Regions from separate parts of the Mus musculus genome. Here all the other regions are linked to region 1. A link is a contact called in public HiChIP or PLAC-seq data. All regions are on one chromosome and are shown on one strand. The core of a region is the stretch at or near the end of the contact, and the rest is flanking DNA. Distances in the headings are between cores, read along the strand shown.

The links. HiChIP or PLAC-seq counts read pairs in DNA pulled down with a chosen protein or histone mark.
Region 2: an H3K4me3 HiChIP or PLAC-seq map of embryonic midbrain shows a contact between it and region 1, with 9 times the contacts expected there. The contact joins two enhancer-like sites. A contact is called at or near these places in 1 of 39 promoter capture datasets (hippocampal neurons), 1 of 15 datasets of contacts at CTCF or cohesin (the NIH/3T3 cell line), 20 of 484 Hi-C or Micro-C datasets (bone marrow-derived macrophages, cerebral cortex, cortical neurons and 10 more), 16 of 115 datasets of contacts at active chromatin or transcription factors (T-cell acute lymphoblastic leukemia, bone marrow-derived macrophages, craniofacial prominence and 13 more) and 3 of 9 other capture datasets (adipose tissue, embryonic stem cells and liver).
Region 3: an H3K4me3 HiChIP or PLAC-seq map of neural tube shows a contact between it and region 1, with 5 times the contacts expected there. The contact joins two enhancer-like sites. A contact is called at or near these places in 6 of 115 datasets of contacts at active chromatin or transcription factors (craniofacial prominence, embryonic basal ganglia, embryonic forebrain and 3 more).

What each region holds. Positions count from the first base shown.
Region 1 is chr9:41,972,319-41,976,775 of GRCm38.p6, forward strand. Sorl1 (sortilin-related receptor, LDLR class A repeats-containing) reads right to left here. Exons shown (of 48, transcript NM_011436.4): 45 at 4,040-4,146; 46 at 1,619-1,811. Among named protein-coding and RNA genes, the nearest start is that of Gm16214, 48 kb to the right of the region's middle. Within about 2 kb of position 2,138, at least 15 of the 459 cell types and tissues checked have an H3K27ac peak or open chromatin away from gene starts, as enhancers often do. A contact at or near this core is called in cerebral cortex, where this site is marked.
Region 2 is chr9:41,210,922-41,215,378 of GRCm38.p6, forward strand. It overlaps 1700063D05Rik (RIKEN cDNA 1700063D05 gene), which reads left to right. Exons shown (of 5, transcript NR_040392.1): 2 at 1-113. Among named protein-coding and RNA genes, the nearest start is that of 1700063D05Rik, 7.0 kb to the left of the region's middle. Within about 2 kb of position 1,925, at least 158 of the 459 cell types and tissues checked have an H3K27ac peak or open chromatin away from gene starts, as enhancers often do. A contact at or near this core is called in cerebral cortex, where this site is marked.
Region 3 is chr9:41,324,675-41,329,131 of GRCm38.p6, forward strand. No RefSeq gene overlaps it. Among named protein-coding and RNA genes, the nearest start is that of Gm25401, 13 kb to the right of the region's middle. Within about 2 kb of position 2,372, at least 122 of the 459 cell types and tissues checked have an H3K27ac peak or open chromatin away from gene starts, as enhancers often do.

The DNA.
Region 1 (4,457 bases), core at 888-3,387:
TTAAAAAGAATGAATTTATGAAATTCCTAGGCAAATGGATGGACCTGGAGGGCATCATCCTGAGTGAGGTAACCCAATCACAAAAGAACTCACACAATATGTACTCACTGATAAGTGGATATTAGCCCAGAAACTTAGAATACCCAAGATATAAGATACAATTTGCTAAACACATGAAACTCAAGAAGAACGAAGACCAAAGTGTGGACACTTTGCCCCTTCTTAGAATTGGGAACAAAACTCCCATGGAAGGAGTTACAGAGACACAGTTTGGAGCTGAGACGAAAGGATGGACCATCTAGAGACTGCCATATTCGGGGATCCATCTCATAATCAGCCTCCAAACGCTGACACCATTGCATACACTAGCAAGATTCTGCTGAAAGGACCCAGATATAGCTGTCTCTTGTGAGACTATGCCGGAGCCTAGCAAACACAGAAGTGGATGCTCACAGTCAGCTATTGGATGGATCACAGGGCCCAAAATGGAGGAGGTAGAGAAAGTAACCAAGGAGCTAAAAGGATCTGCAACCCTATAGATGGAACAACAATATGAACTACCCAGTACTCCCCCAGAGCTCGTGTCTCTAGCTGCATATGTATCAGAAGATAGCCTAGTCAGCCATCAGTGGAAAGAGAGGCCCATTGGTCATGCAAACTTTATCTGCCTCAGTACAGGGGAACGCCAGGGCCAAGAAGTGGGAGTGGGTGGGTGGGGAAGCGGGTGGGGGACTTTTGGGATAGCATTGGAAATGTAAATGAAATAAATACCTAATTAAAATTTTTTTTTTTAAAAAAGGAGAAAGTCTATCATCAGGAGTTTTGCCATTTGTTTTCTGTAGGACTTTCCCAGGGCCTTGACTCTGCCATGACTCTCCAGAGGGAGGCAGAGGAAGGAAGTATCCACTCTCAGGAAGTGCTAACAGTACAAGACGGGGTGAGCTGAGGGCATGGAGAACTACAGGTCTGTTAGCATCCTGAAGGCTCGGAGACGAAAGCCACCAACAAAACTCCTGCTCATCTGGTCTGATGCCAGTCTTCCTTGTCATCCCGACTGGATTAACTCCATCCTACGAAAGACTTGAGACATGTTTCTGGGTGTTTCTGCGAGGGTCTTTCAGAGGAAGTAAGTGAGGGGAAAGAGCCACCTTTAATGTGGGTGGCACTGTCCCCATGGGCTTGGGCCTTGAATGCAATGGAGGAGGAAAAGGGAGGAGCTAAGCTAAGCACCAACTGTCCACTTCTGCCTCCTAAAAGCTAATGAGCCCTGGGCCCTGCCTCAGGCTCCGGCTGCCATGCTTTCTTCTCTGTGATGGACTCTATCTCCCCAAACTGCCAGCCAAATCCTTCCACTCTCAACTTACTTCTCGTATCATATCTTGTCACAGTAACAAGTAAAGAAAGTAACTAAAACACCGCTCAATGGGGTACCTTGCGATCCCAGTACCACGGGTGCTCAAGACGCATATCAGTACCCAACTAAATTGACGCCTAAGTGACTTTCTCTGGCACACAGGCAGTACTTGAAACGTGTTTTAGAAAGATTATCAGGAAAACCATCCCATGCCTCTCCATCCTCAGACCAGGACCCAGAGAGGACGGTCACAGGGAGACTCACCTGAGCTCAGTTCATCGTACAGCAGCACGGCGGGCTCCCCACAGATCTGGCTACCAAAGAGACACCGCGCTTGGACCGTGAAAGTGTAGTTATGACCCATCTTCAGGTTGGACACTTTAAAGAAATTGTCCGTAGTATTCCCGAGGTAAGCGGTGAGATTCACAGCGCTGTCAGACATGTGGATCTCATAGCCCTGTAAACAAGCACACACTGAATGAGGGACCTGATGGCTTCTGCCACTAGCTCCAGCTAGAGGCGGTACCTTTCTGCAGGCTTTTATGTAATGCTAATATACTTCAGTTTTCTTGCTAGTTCTTTCGATGATGTGATTGTGATATTAAACTCAGAAAACAGGACTTACCCTACTTATAACGTGCATAAGAGGAAGTGCAAGGTACGGCAGCTGGAGAGCCATCTCAACCATCACACACTCAAAGTTCGGGCGGCAGCTGCTGTGTCCTGTGCCTCAAAGAGCCTGGGCATCTCAGTGATGCTGTGCAGTAAGGGATCTGACTAGCGACACCCCGTGGTGGCAGTGGGTGCAGGCAAGCCCAGGGAACATGCAATCAGAAAGGGAGGCAGGCGCCTCCCTACGACAGAGTGTTGGAAGACTGCTGTCATTCACTTCTTGTCTCCTTGCTTTCTAGCTCTTTCTAGCCTGATCCCAGAGCCAGACAGCCTGATGCACTTAAGACACAGAAGCACTTAAGCAGGTTGCGGGCTTAGAAGCACTAAGCTTTTTTCTGATGATCTTTCTCAAACACATTTCAACCTGCTTAAATGCTTCTAAGGAGGATAGGATGAAGTAATCTCTCCCCTTGTCACCTCAGGAAATCCCTGACCGTTGCGCTAGGAAAGTGACAGGCCAGGCCCCAGATGCCAGCTGGGCTCAGGCTGGTGGCCAGGTTCCCTGCTGCCCTCCAAACCGTCCAGTGCCAAACTCTGTCCCCATTGGAGCCCACCACATTGTCAGTCTCTGTTCCTACTCCATGGACCTGTCTCTAATGTTAAGCCAGGAGGAGGAGAGGTGAGCTCACTATGCCTGTGCCAGCACCCTCCATTAGAGATGGAACCCTGACCTGCACTGTCAACTCAAAGCTGGGCTTCTGCTGCCCAGATAGGCTCCCGTAATGGCAACCGGATGCCAAGATGGGCTTCCCAACACCTGCCTGGCATCCCACACCTGTACCTCTTCTTACAAGCTAGTCGTCAGTATTTACTATCTGGTGTGAATCCAGTGTGGAACATTTGTAAAATATGTTACAAGGAAGCAATGAAAAATGATACAATGTATACAAGCCATCTCTACTTCCTGTTAGGCATTTATGTTTCTTCCTCTTATCATGAAGTAGACTCTATCACATTTTAATGCATTGCTTTTCTCAAGAGTAAAATCTTAGAATAACGAGGTCAAGGAATGTGAATGTTTCAATGTTTCTGATAAGTAGGACCAAAGAGCCTTCCAGAACTTTGAACTAACTTGTACTCCCCAGCTGCCCCTCACACTAGGGCTCCATGTCTCTGTCACTGGCTTGCTCGGGGCTGTTTTTTTTGTTTCCTGCTCATGGTTGCCGGAATACCTTACTGTTCATTACACTTTTCAATACTGGAGTATTTCTGGGTGGATTTGTTACTCTTATGGAAATTTACCACGTAGATATCCCAGATATGGGAGCTGTGAGGACTCTCACAGATGGGGAGGACTTCCAGGGTGAGAGCCTGGCTCTCACGTTACACTGCATTAAACCCTTGGGCTCTTCACCCACACTGTTCCTCCAGGTGATGGTAGCTGATCCTCACAGCCTTACTGCGCTCACAGCCCTACTGTGCTCATACTTTTCTTTCAAGGGGACTCACTAATAATGAGTCTACTCTCCTGGGTAAATCACTTGGGTCTCACAACTCCTTCCTTCCCATGGTGGACAGAGTACTGGCCTGCCAATAGCAAAACAAAGTGTTTTTGTTTTTTGTTTTTTCCCACAAGCCAACAAAGTATCTTCACGTACTTCTTGTACTTCTTGTTCCTTCTAATTACTCCGGGGAGACCGTGACAAGGTAGGTGCTAGGTTGAGAGTGTGGCTCAGTTTCCTGGTGCTGGAACCTTAGCCCAGCTGTCAAAGGGCCGGGAAAGGGAGGCGCACTCGGTTCTAACGCTGAGGACAGTCCGGCTTCAGGAAGCACCAAGGGTCCCCCACTCACTGCTCTCTTCTGAGGACAAGTGTGTGGCTGGTGAGTGCTGAGCGCAGGCATTCTTGAGCTTAATATAAACATCTCACTCATCAGCATGTGGTCCTTACATTCTCACGCCTGCTCTGCCTGGTTCCTTCCTTCCTTCTTCACGCTGCCTGCCATGAACCCATCTCTAAAGCAGAGTGACGGTAGCCAGGGCTCCGAGTGACCGAGGCCGCGTGAGGAACTTACCCTGGTTTCATTGAACTGCTTTTCCTTCAGTGCTAGGCTTTTCCAAAAGAGGAGAACGTGGTCGTTTTCCGTTATGATTTTTAAGGCATCAGGTGCTGATAACGAAACTGAGAGTGCAAGATTAAGCAAGTTGCCGTTAGTAGGCAGGTACCAGATCCTTTGTCTCCTCGTCTAGAAAAATGGCTAAAATCGCTCCCAGCATCCAAGGGCTGGGAGAACAAAGATAAAACATGGATGCTGCTCTGTGTGGCCTCAGCTGTCACTGTTATTAGTCCTTTAACCATGAGATCTTGGACAGTATCTAAAATTATAGCCCCTGGGAATGGAGGCCAGACAGAAACAGATGACAGGCAGAGGCAGCAAGGAACAAGGAGAACGAGTTATGTCTGGACACAGGACCCTGAGGTGGACAAGGAGA
Region 2 (4,457 bases), core at 675-3,174, 760 kb before region 1:
TTCAATATCCACAATATTGTCACTATACACTGCGTTGACAACGCCTTGGTGACATCCTCGGTCCCAGCTGCTGCTGACTGACAGACCTAGAGAGGCCCATCTACTGGGGTTCGGTACGTTTGGCGGGGGGCAAAGGTGAATGGTTGTTACTGTTCTAAAGCGACTGCTTTATAGTGGTTTGTTATACAGCGATAGAGAAAATGCTGAGTTCTCTGTAGAGTTACGAGCGAGTTTATTATGTTGAGACAGACTCCTATTAGAAGTGAGATTTTGAATAGAAATCAGGTAGTCCGGGCTTAGAGGCAAGGATCTTTACCGCCTGAGCCACTCCACCAACCCCAGTAATGAATTTATAAGCTCTGTTATATTTAGTAGAGTTCTGTTTGAAGACATCTTACTTAAGATTATGAATGCCATTGTTTGGTAGTCTTTGTTTTGCTCTTTAACATTTTAGGAATATTTATTGATTGATTTGTCTGTGTGTGTACATGTGTGTGTGTGTTAATATATGTGTGCATGGGTGTGTGTGTTCTTGTGCATGTATGGAGATCAGAAGACACTTGTGGGAATCAGTTTCTCTTTCCACCTTGTGGATTCCAGAAATCATTTTCAGATAGATAGTCAGGCTTAGCAGCTGAGTTTGATTCACAAAATATAAACTTAGGGTTTAAGCAGGCATATTGACAAGCTGGCAGCCTGGCTTCTCATGATGCGGGTCAGAAAAGCTGGGGCTCCAGAGATGACTTGGAATTCAGTGTCTCAGAAAGGTCCAGGGGCAGACCTGATGTGGCTGCAGGGGGCTAATAAGAAGGAACTTCTCACAGATAGTGCAGTAAAACACATGTCCAGCCTTCTCGCCCTTAACCAGTTTTAGGGACACTACAACCTATTGGCTCTGGTATACTATTTCATATTATTGTTATATATTGTCGTATGACCTCAACCACAATCCCTCTGATCTGCAAAGCACTCAACACCGACCTGACCGGAACCACTATAGTACATGGGAGACAGACAAGGAAGAGCTCTGTTCCTGAGACAAGGTCTCCCTACATAGACCAGTCTAGCCTAAAACTCACACTCCTTCTGCTTCAGCATCCTGAGCGTACAGAATATGGGCATGTAGCCCTGCATCTGCCATGATAAAATACACTCATGCCAAGTGGATAAAATACGGCTCAGTGGTTTGTCCGAGAGAAGCAGAGTTTGTATGCCAGGCTCTGCACCGGGTCCTTAGGAGATACTGTGTTAGTTAATCCCTTTAATAACTCCACACGAAGGCAGTTGAATCGAGGCTTCCCAGTTGGGAAGCCAGAGCTGCAGAGAGACTGGGAGAGTCAAATCGAGTCACACAGCGGACACAAACAACTGGGGGGGGGCATGGTTGGGGTGCAGGCCTAAGTCCTGAATTATTTCCACCTTAAAAAAAAAGGGGGTGGTGGTGTCTTAGCTCCAATTGTGTCCAAATAGAAGCATGTGTTGAGGCTGTTGTTGAGCCTGAAATAAAAAGCTCCTTTTAGACTGTTGAGACAGCCAAATGCTTTCAATATGTTCCCAAGGTTGGTGCCTGGGTCTGAATAGAAGCCAGATGTTCTGGATTCCTGAATTATTTCCTTGCATACTCTGGCTCTCCCAACCCCCTCCCCCCTACCTCTCCTCTCCCCTCCCCCCTCCCCCCCAGCCCTCCGTTCAACAGAGGAGGAAGGGAAGGTGAGACCAGACCCGTTCTGCTTCTCACGTCTTTCTTTATAGAGTGTAGATGAGGTTGTGGCCGCGCTGGAGTGGATTGTGACCTGGGGTGGAATGCAGACTGAGAGGAAAAAAAAAACCCAGAAAGGAGCCCTGTGCTGCCTGACCCTCTGTATTCCTTCACAGTTGACAGCCCAGACTGAGCTTCCTGCTAGGCGGAAGTGCCCTGCCGTTAGCCTGCTGATTACTAAAACAGAACCTAAGCAGCTCTTGTCAGCTCTGCTTCCTCCATGCATGCGTGCTGGCAGGTTAAAAAAAAAAAGATTCTTGTTTTATTACTGTTTGTCAGACTAGGGAGCCTTTGAAGTTCTTTACAGATCTGACTTTTATTAGAGAATGTAGGAGTTGGGGGCGTGGGGGGGGGCACGAGTGGGATGGACGGGGCCCATCAAAATCTTCTGCTGTGCATCCAGCCATCTCACTCTCTGCCACCCCGTCTTTGTCTTAGAAGGTTTTTGACATGGTGTTTCTCTACGTGGCCTGCCTTCGAGATGAGAGACTGACATCTATTGTCGAAATATGGGGAGGAAATTATGATTACTTAATGATAGCGTGTCGCAGCTTGTCGTGTCTTTATTTGCCTTTTAAATAGTTGCTGTCACAGCAACACACAATTGGCCTTCAATCCTAGGACTGAGCTGGGGACCTCATGTGGTACACAGTGGCACAAGGCTGTCTGTGGAAGAGGGAAACAACAACAACAAAAATGTTTCTGCCTGGCTTGACTCCCCGCTCCTCTTGTAAGCAGAGGCCTCACTAATGTGCGGACTAAAAGTACCAGATTAACCTACACGAAGATGCCCGAAGCCCCCCCCCCCCCATCCTAAAGATCATTACTCCTTGTCTGGACCTGGAAGGCATTGCTCACTGGAACAGGGCTGAATGTGAGAGCCAGAGTCATGCCTCACCTGGCCTGTGGGCAAGTCATCTGACATAGCTCTCCAGGCAACAGAATGGACTCAGTGCTGATTCACCCTCAAAAGTGCCTCCCTCTATCCAAGCAAGAAAATACAGACTAGTCTGCAGCATACAGCATCTTTCCCAAGTTGGTCTGTATCTACCAAGGTCTACCTCTCAGCCACCTTGAAAGCTTTGTCTCCGTCAGGCACCCTTCCTTCATTTCCTTAAGAAAGGTCTGTCTATCTATCTATCTATCTATCTATCTATCTATCTATCTATCTATCTATCTATCTATCTATCTATCTATCTAACTATCTATCTATCTATCTATCTATCTATCTATCTATCACCTATCTACCCACCTATTACCTGTCTGTCTGTCTGTCTGTTTGTCATCTGTATTGTATTTGTGTGTTGAGTGTGTATGATGTACACACTGGGTCAAGTGTGATGCTTGGTGGCCAAAGGAGGACATTGGGTATCTGGCTCTCTTACAGTCCAAGTTCCCTTGAGACAGAGTCTTTCACACCGTCTAGAGCTAGGCTGACAGCCACGAAGCCCCAGAGCTCCTTCTGTCTTTGCTGCCTGCAGTTACTGGTGGTTACTGGTACACATAGGGCCATGCTTACTCCTGGAGATTTAAACTTAGGTCCTCACAGTTGTGCAGCAACCACTTTTATCCTATCAAGCATCCCCTTAGCTCCAACCCTTTCTACCTTTTTTTGAGATAGAGTCTCTGGGCTAGCCTTGAACTGGCTATGTACATAGTAGAGGCTGTCTTTGAACTCCTGATCTTCCTGTCTCCTACCTTCAGTGCTAGGATTACACACATGCTACACCACAACTTGCTTAAAAAGTAATTTAAAGCCGGGCGTGGTGGTACATGCCTTTAATCCCAGCACTCAGGAGGCAGAGGCAGGCGGATTTCTGAGTTCGAGGCCGGCCTGGTCTACAAAGTGAGTTCCAGGACAGCCAGGGCTACAGAGAGAAACCCTGTCTCGAAAAACAAAACAAAACAAAAAGTAATTTAAGTCATGAAGCATTTGAAACAGAGGAAAGAGCTCATTTAATCTATGAATTTGTTTTATCTGGTTAAACTTAGCAAATGCAATCAGTATGGAAAGAAAATTGAGAAATAAGTACAGTGAGATAGGACTCACAGAACTTTCAAAACACCCAAAGCCCATTTTGTTCCCACCTCACAAGTGTCTATTGCACTTTACAACTCTGTTCAGTTAGCCCCCCTGTGGTCTCTGACTCCTGAGTACAGTAATGGGTAACTTCAGGCCACTCTCTGATGTGGCTTTCCTCTGCATGCGACTGCTTCAAGGGTACCCTTTCTGTTTTCAGTCGGCTTCCCCCACTGAGTCCTGAGCCTGTAAGGACGGCAACTGAGTTACATTGAGCTTTGTGCCATAGAGACAAGAAGTCACAATAGTTTCGTGAAAACTATTATAAGACACTAGCTTGATCTAACTGCAGGCACAGTAGGGAGCATGGCAGTGACTAGCTCTTAACTTTTGGGGAACTTCTATACAACTTTTTGCCTTCTAACGCATCAGTGCAATAGTGTGGTTCATTATCATTAGTACATCCTCACGTTTATCATTATTATACCACCTTATCACTGTTGCAGCAGGCTTTTCAGAGCTGGACATCTGGAGGCTCAATGCAGGGACTTGCAGATGCCAGGCAAACGCTCTTCTTCTGACCCAAGGCCTATGTGTCCTTATAACACTCACTTGTTCGCTTTGTAGACAGCCTCTCTGTAAAGCCCTGACTGTCCTGGATTAAAGGCGTGCACCACC
Region 3 (4,457 bases), core at 1,122-3,621, 650 kb before region 1:
TGAGCCTTCCCTTTTTTTTGAGCATTTCCACTTTGTATGCACATAACCAGCTCTCTTGGTGCTAGCGTTCAAATAATCTTTATTTTACTTAACATCACCACCCACTTTTGTTTTAAGGATTAAACCCAGGGGATATGTATGCTAGACCTCCGCCCTATCATTGAACTATATTCCCAGAACTCTTTTATTTTAGATTTTGAAATTTCAGAACAGAGTCTCACGAAATTGCACAGGCTAGCCTTGACCTTGCCTTGACCTCACTCTTGGAGCTCTTCTGGGATTCCTGATCCTCTTGCTTTAGGCTCTGAGTAGTAGGGATTACAGGCTTATGCCACCATGTCTAACTTAGCCAGTATGCTGTTAGTGATTGCTCTACCTTTTAAAAGTAGTTCTTATCGATCTCTTATTGTGCTTAATGTGCAAATGGCACTTTATGACAGCTTTGTGTAAAGGAGGGAGTGCTGAAGCCATATGGTTTCGTGTTACCTGTGATTTCTGGGATGTGTGAGATATCTCCTCCACAGATTTGGGAAGCAACTTATTGGCTGACATTTGAATCTTGGCAAAGGATTGCTCTAGATGAATTGATTCTTTACAAAAGCTGCCCATGACATCCCATGATTTCCTATCTAAATACAGAGGCTTCTAGGGTGTATCCCAGCCATGCCTTCACGACTATTTCCTAACATGTCTCTGATGTTTTTGACTGAAGAAAAGCATGGCCAACCTCACTCAGGTCTTCGTGTTGCCTAGAACAGGAAACTAGATCCAGAGGTCACACTATGTTATGGAGAGAGAGACACAAACATGGGCCCTGGTGAAGGGGGGTGGAGACGTTGTAGGCTAAGACACTACTACAGGCTGAGGGTCCCTGCCCTTTTTGCTGTGCCATGGGTCCTCTCTGACCTCTACGATGTCTTGCCATGAGGATGGTTCAGCCATTCCAAACTCTCTTTTTCTCTGGCTTAATCTAACATCTGAGAAATCCATTTGCTCTCTTTCTCGTACATATAAACACCTTGCAGTGTGTATGTGTGTTGGGGAGGGGGGCTCAGCTTTTTTCTTCCCTTAGAGAAAGCATGAAAACAAACAAAACAAGTCCCATGTCTGAACACTCCCAAAATTCTCAGAATTACAGAAAAGGAGGCACGTGTGAGTGACTGAATTTGTTCAAGAGCAGGAGGCAAGGAGATGTTTGTGTAACAACAGCCTCAGACAACAGGACCAACCAGAAGCACAGCATGGCTGTGTCATGGCTACAGGCCCTAGGAGAAGCTGGCTTTCTTGTCAGGTTTAGACAGATACCTTTTGTCAATCATGGATCAATGCTGGCCAGGCAAGCTTTGTCTCAGAGGCTTGCGAGGATAATGTTTCTTTGTAAGCGTAGTTTCTTTTGCCCTTTTAAACTCTAATGTCATTGTTTTTCAAACAAAACTCTGTGTGTGCTTTGCTGGAGCTTGCTGGATAAGTAAGCACTGTCATTTAAATGAGTATTTAATGTTATATAACTGTCATTTGGCACTTATAAACGGGAATCTGAAAATATCAGGTGGATAATAAAATAGATTTCAATATCATTCCTCAAAAAGGAAAGTGCCCTCTGTTTTTGTTGTGAATGCTGTCTGAGGCTTCCCTCCCCACGTCCCCTCTTCCCTGAGTAACAATCTTGTCTTCCAAGACCGTCAGAAAAATAGCCTATTTTTAAATTTTTAGACTTTCTGTCTTAGGGAAAGGGAAAATATTGTATGGAAAGCAACAGTGGCAGCCGCAGCAGCAACAACCACAACAATAAGAAATACCTGCCTTACAGTGTCGGCTGAATGCCCACGGATGCAATGCGCATGTTAGACACATCAGGCTAAAATGGATTCTAAGCGTATTCTTAGATTAGATTTAGTTACACAGCATTTTAGAGAGAGGTGACAGGTAAGCTTTCAAAACTGGTAGGCATTTTAGTTCATTGTAGCCAGAAGTTAAAAATAATTGCAATGAATTTTAAGTCACAAGAAAAACCTTCCTTCTGACCTGGCTCCCAGAGCTGGCTGGAGAAAGGCCTTTATCCAGGCATTTGGGACAGCTCTTTCTTTAGAGAAAAAGCCAGCCGTCTGTTTTTCTTCTCTCTGGGGTAGCTGCCATTTCGGACAGGCAGGCACAAAGCCGGGAACATAATCAAGGGCAGAGAAAACTCACCCCATGTTCTATTTGTCATGCTGACCCGCAGGTCATAACCTGAAAGTTTATGGATCAGGGAGACAAGGCCTCCCTGGAAGTCTGTTTTCTGGGCTTTGGCTGATGCTAAGTTCCTGACTTCTGAAAGAGGGGAGGGTGTGGACTTCCAGGGCTAGCCAGTGGGAAGGAAGTAATATTCATTAAGAGTGTCTCATGCAAGCCGCGCAGGCAAGCATGCTCAGTGTAAATTCTCCCGGAGTCTGTCAGCTATGTTTGAACTCAGTCCAGCAGGGCTGCCTTTACTTTTTTTTTTCCCTACCAGGAAGAATGCTCCATTACATTGTGCTTTGCCTCTCTCTCTCTCTCTCTCTCTCTCTCTCTCTCTCTCTCTCTCTCTCTCTCTCTCAGAAGATCAGTAACAATGTTATTTTCTGATCAGTTCAGTAATACAATGCCCTCTGATGTTCACACCAGCATCTCACTGGAGAAGAAAAGAATGTTGTTGGCTACCTGGGACCAGAAGACTTCTTAGGTCAGTAGAAGCTAATCAAGTACTCTCAAGGCTTCCAGAGTCAGGAGTCGTCTTTTCTTAGTAGTTCAGGGAACTGACAGCAATTTAATTGTCTTTTCAACTGGTGGGTGTTCATATACCAATATTTTTTTTCCCACGCGAACTATGGTTTTCTTATGCTAGAGTGATTTTCCAAAAACAGGGAAAGATATATCTTTGGATTAATTTGCATTTGAAAGAAACTTTTTTTTTTTGGTACAGGAGTTTTCTCTTTCTTCTTTCTCTTTCTTCTCTACTGCAAATTATATGTTTTTCAAGTAAATATTGTGGTGAACCGATGTAGCAGTCACAGTCAAATGTGGATGTGGTTTGCATGGCATTAATTCTTGGCAAGGGTGGCTTTCATGAAGTTAGCTTTTGTGCTGCCAAAGATAGAAGGGAGTTAGCTTATTTCTGTCATTGTTTCTGAAACTTTTGGTAGGTTTGGAGGCTGAATTGAGAACCCTTGGGGATGGGGGGGAGGGGGAGAGAGAGAGAGAGAGAGAGAGAGAGAGAGAGAGAGAGAGAGAGAGAGAGAGAGAAGAGCTTTTTTCCTGTTTAATGTGCAAAAAAATGTCTTTTTAAAAAAATATTCAACTCTCTGCTTCTCAGGAACGACTGTATCTTTTTAAGAGTATGTGTAGTGATAAAGTGTAGTTTTGGAGGGAGATAACCAGCAGAAGGCAGAGACAGTTTGTAATGAACAATTTAAATCAAGATCCTCATGGGAACTAGATGCAAGCCAAGAAAAATATCATGTGCTGTGAACTCACTGATTTACTGAGGTTTGCACCTTTAAATCTTTTTTTTTCTTTCTTTCTTTTTTTTTTTTTTTTTGAGAAAGTGGATCCAACTTTAAAGCATTGTTCTGTAACATCAGGTGATGATGATGTCACACTCAGCAGAGCAAGCAAGTGTGCAAAGACAGTTCCTTTAAAAATATCTGAGGGCTGGGCTTAGGAAACTACACGGCTTGAAGGGAGACTGTGTCCTGAGCTATTTTGCAATATTATGCACAAATCTTTAGAGCAAAGGGGAATTTTTTTTTCCTTTTCAAAGCAAAAGGGCAAGTTAAGTATTATTGATTTGTCTGGGATTAAATATTTGCTGGCATCCAGTACATCACAGGCTACCAATATGTAAGTCAGACGTGCCATCTATTCAGGGCACGTAAATGAAAGCTCTTGCATTTTCATAGGGTCAAATACGGCAGCACCAGCTCCTAATTACCCTCTGCTCCCAGGAAGGCCTGAGAGAGGCGGGGCGTGTGGTCAAAGAATGCATGGCCTGTGAGCTGACCTTGTTCTCTTAACTTATGTCTATCTGCTCTTAAGGGGCAGCAGGTGTGGAGAGCTGTGAGTCACAGGACCTCAGGGGAGATCAGGAGGGAGAGGCAGATCCACCCTGGCTGGGACTTATGCCCCCATCCAGTGCTCCAGAGAGGACTTCTGCTCTTGGATCTAGTCCTGGAGCTCTTTGAAAGCTGCATCTGCCTTTCTGTTTCTCCAAGTTAAGGTCGGTCTTCATGGATGGATGGGCTTTGTTTGATGAAGACCATTCTCTAAGGCAACAGTGAGGGTCCTTCAGGCTCCTTTGCTTCCCTCTAACTTATGGCACCTTTCTTGAGTGGTTTGATTGAAGGCGCAGACACTTTCTGGGGTGAAAAAACACAGGTCTTCCTGAAGGTGAGTGTGTGCATATGTGTGTGTGTTTATGTGCATGAATGTGTATGCATGGA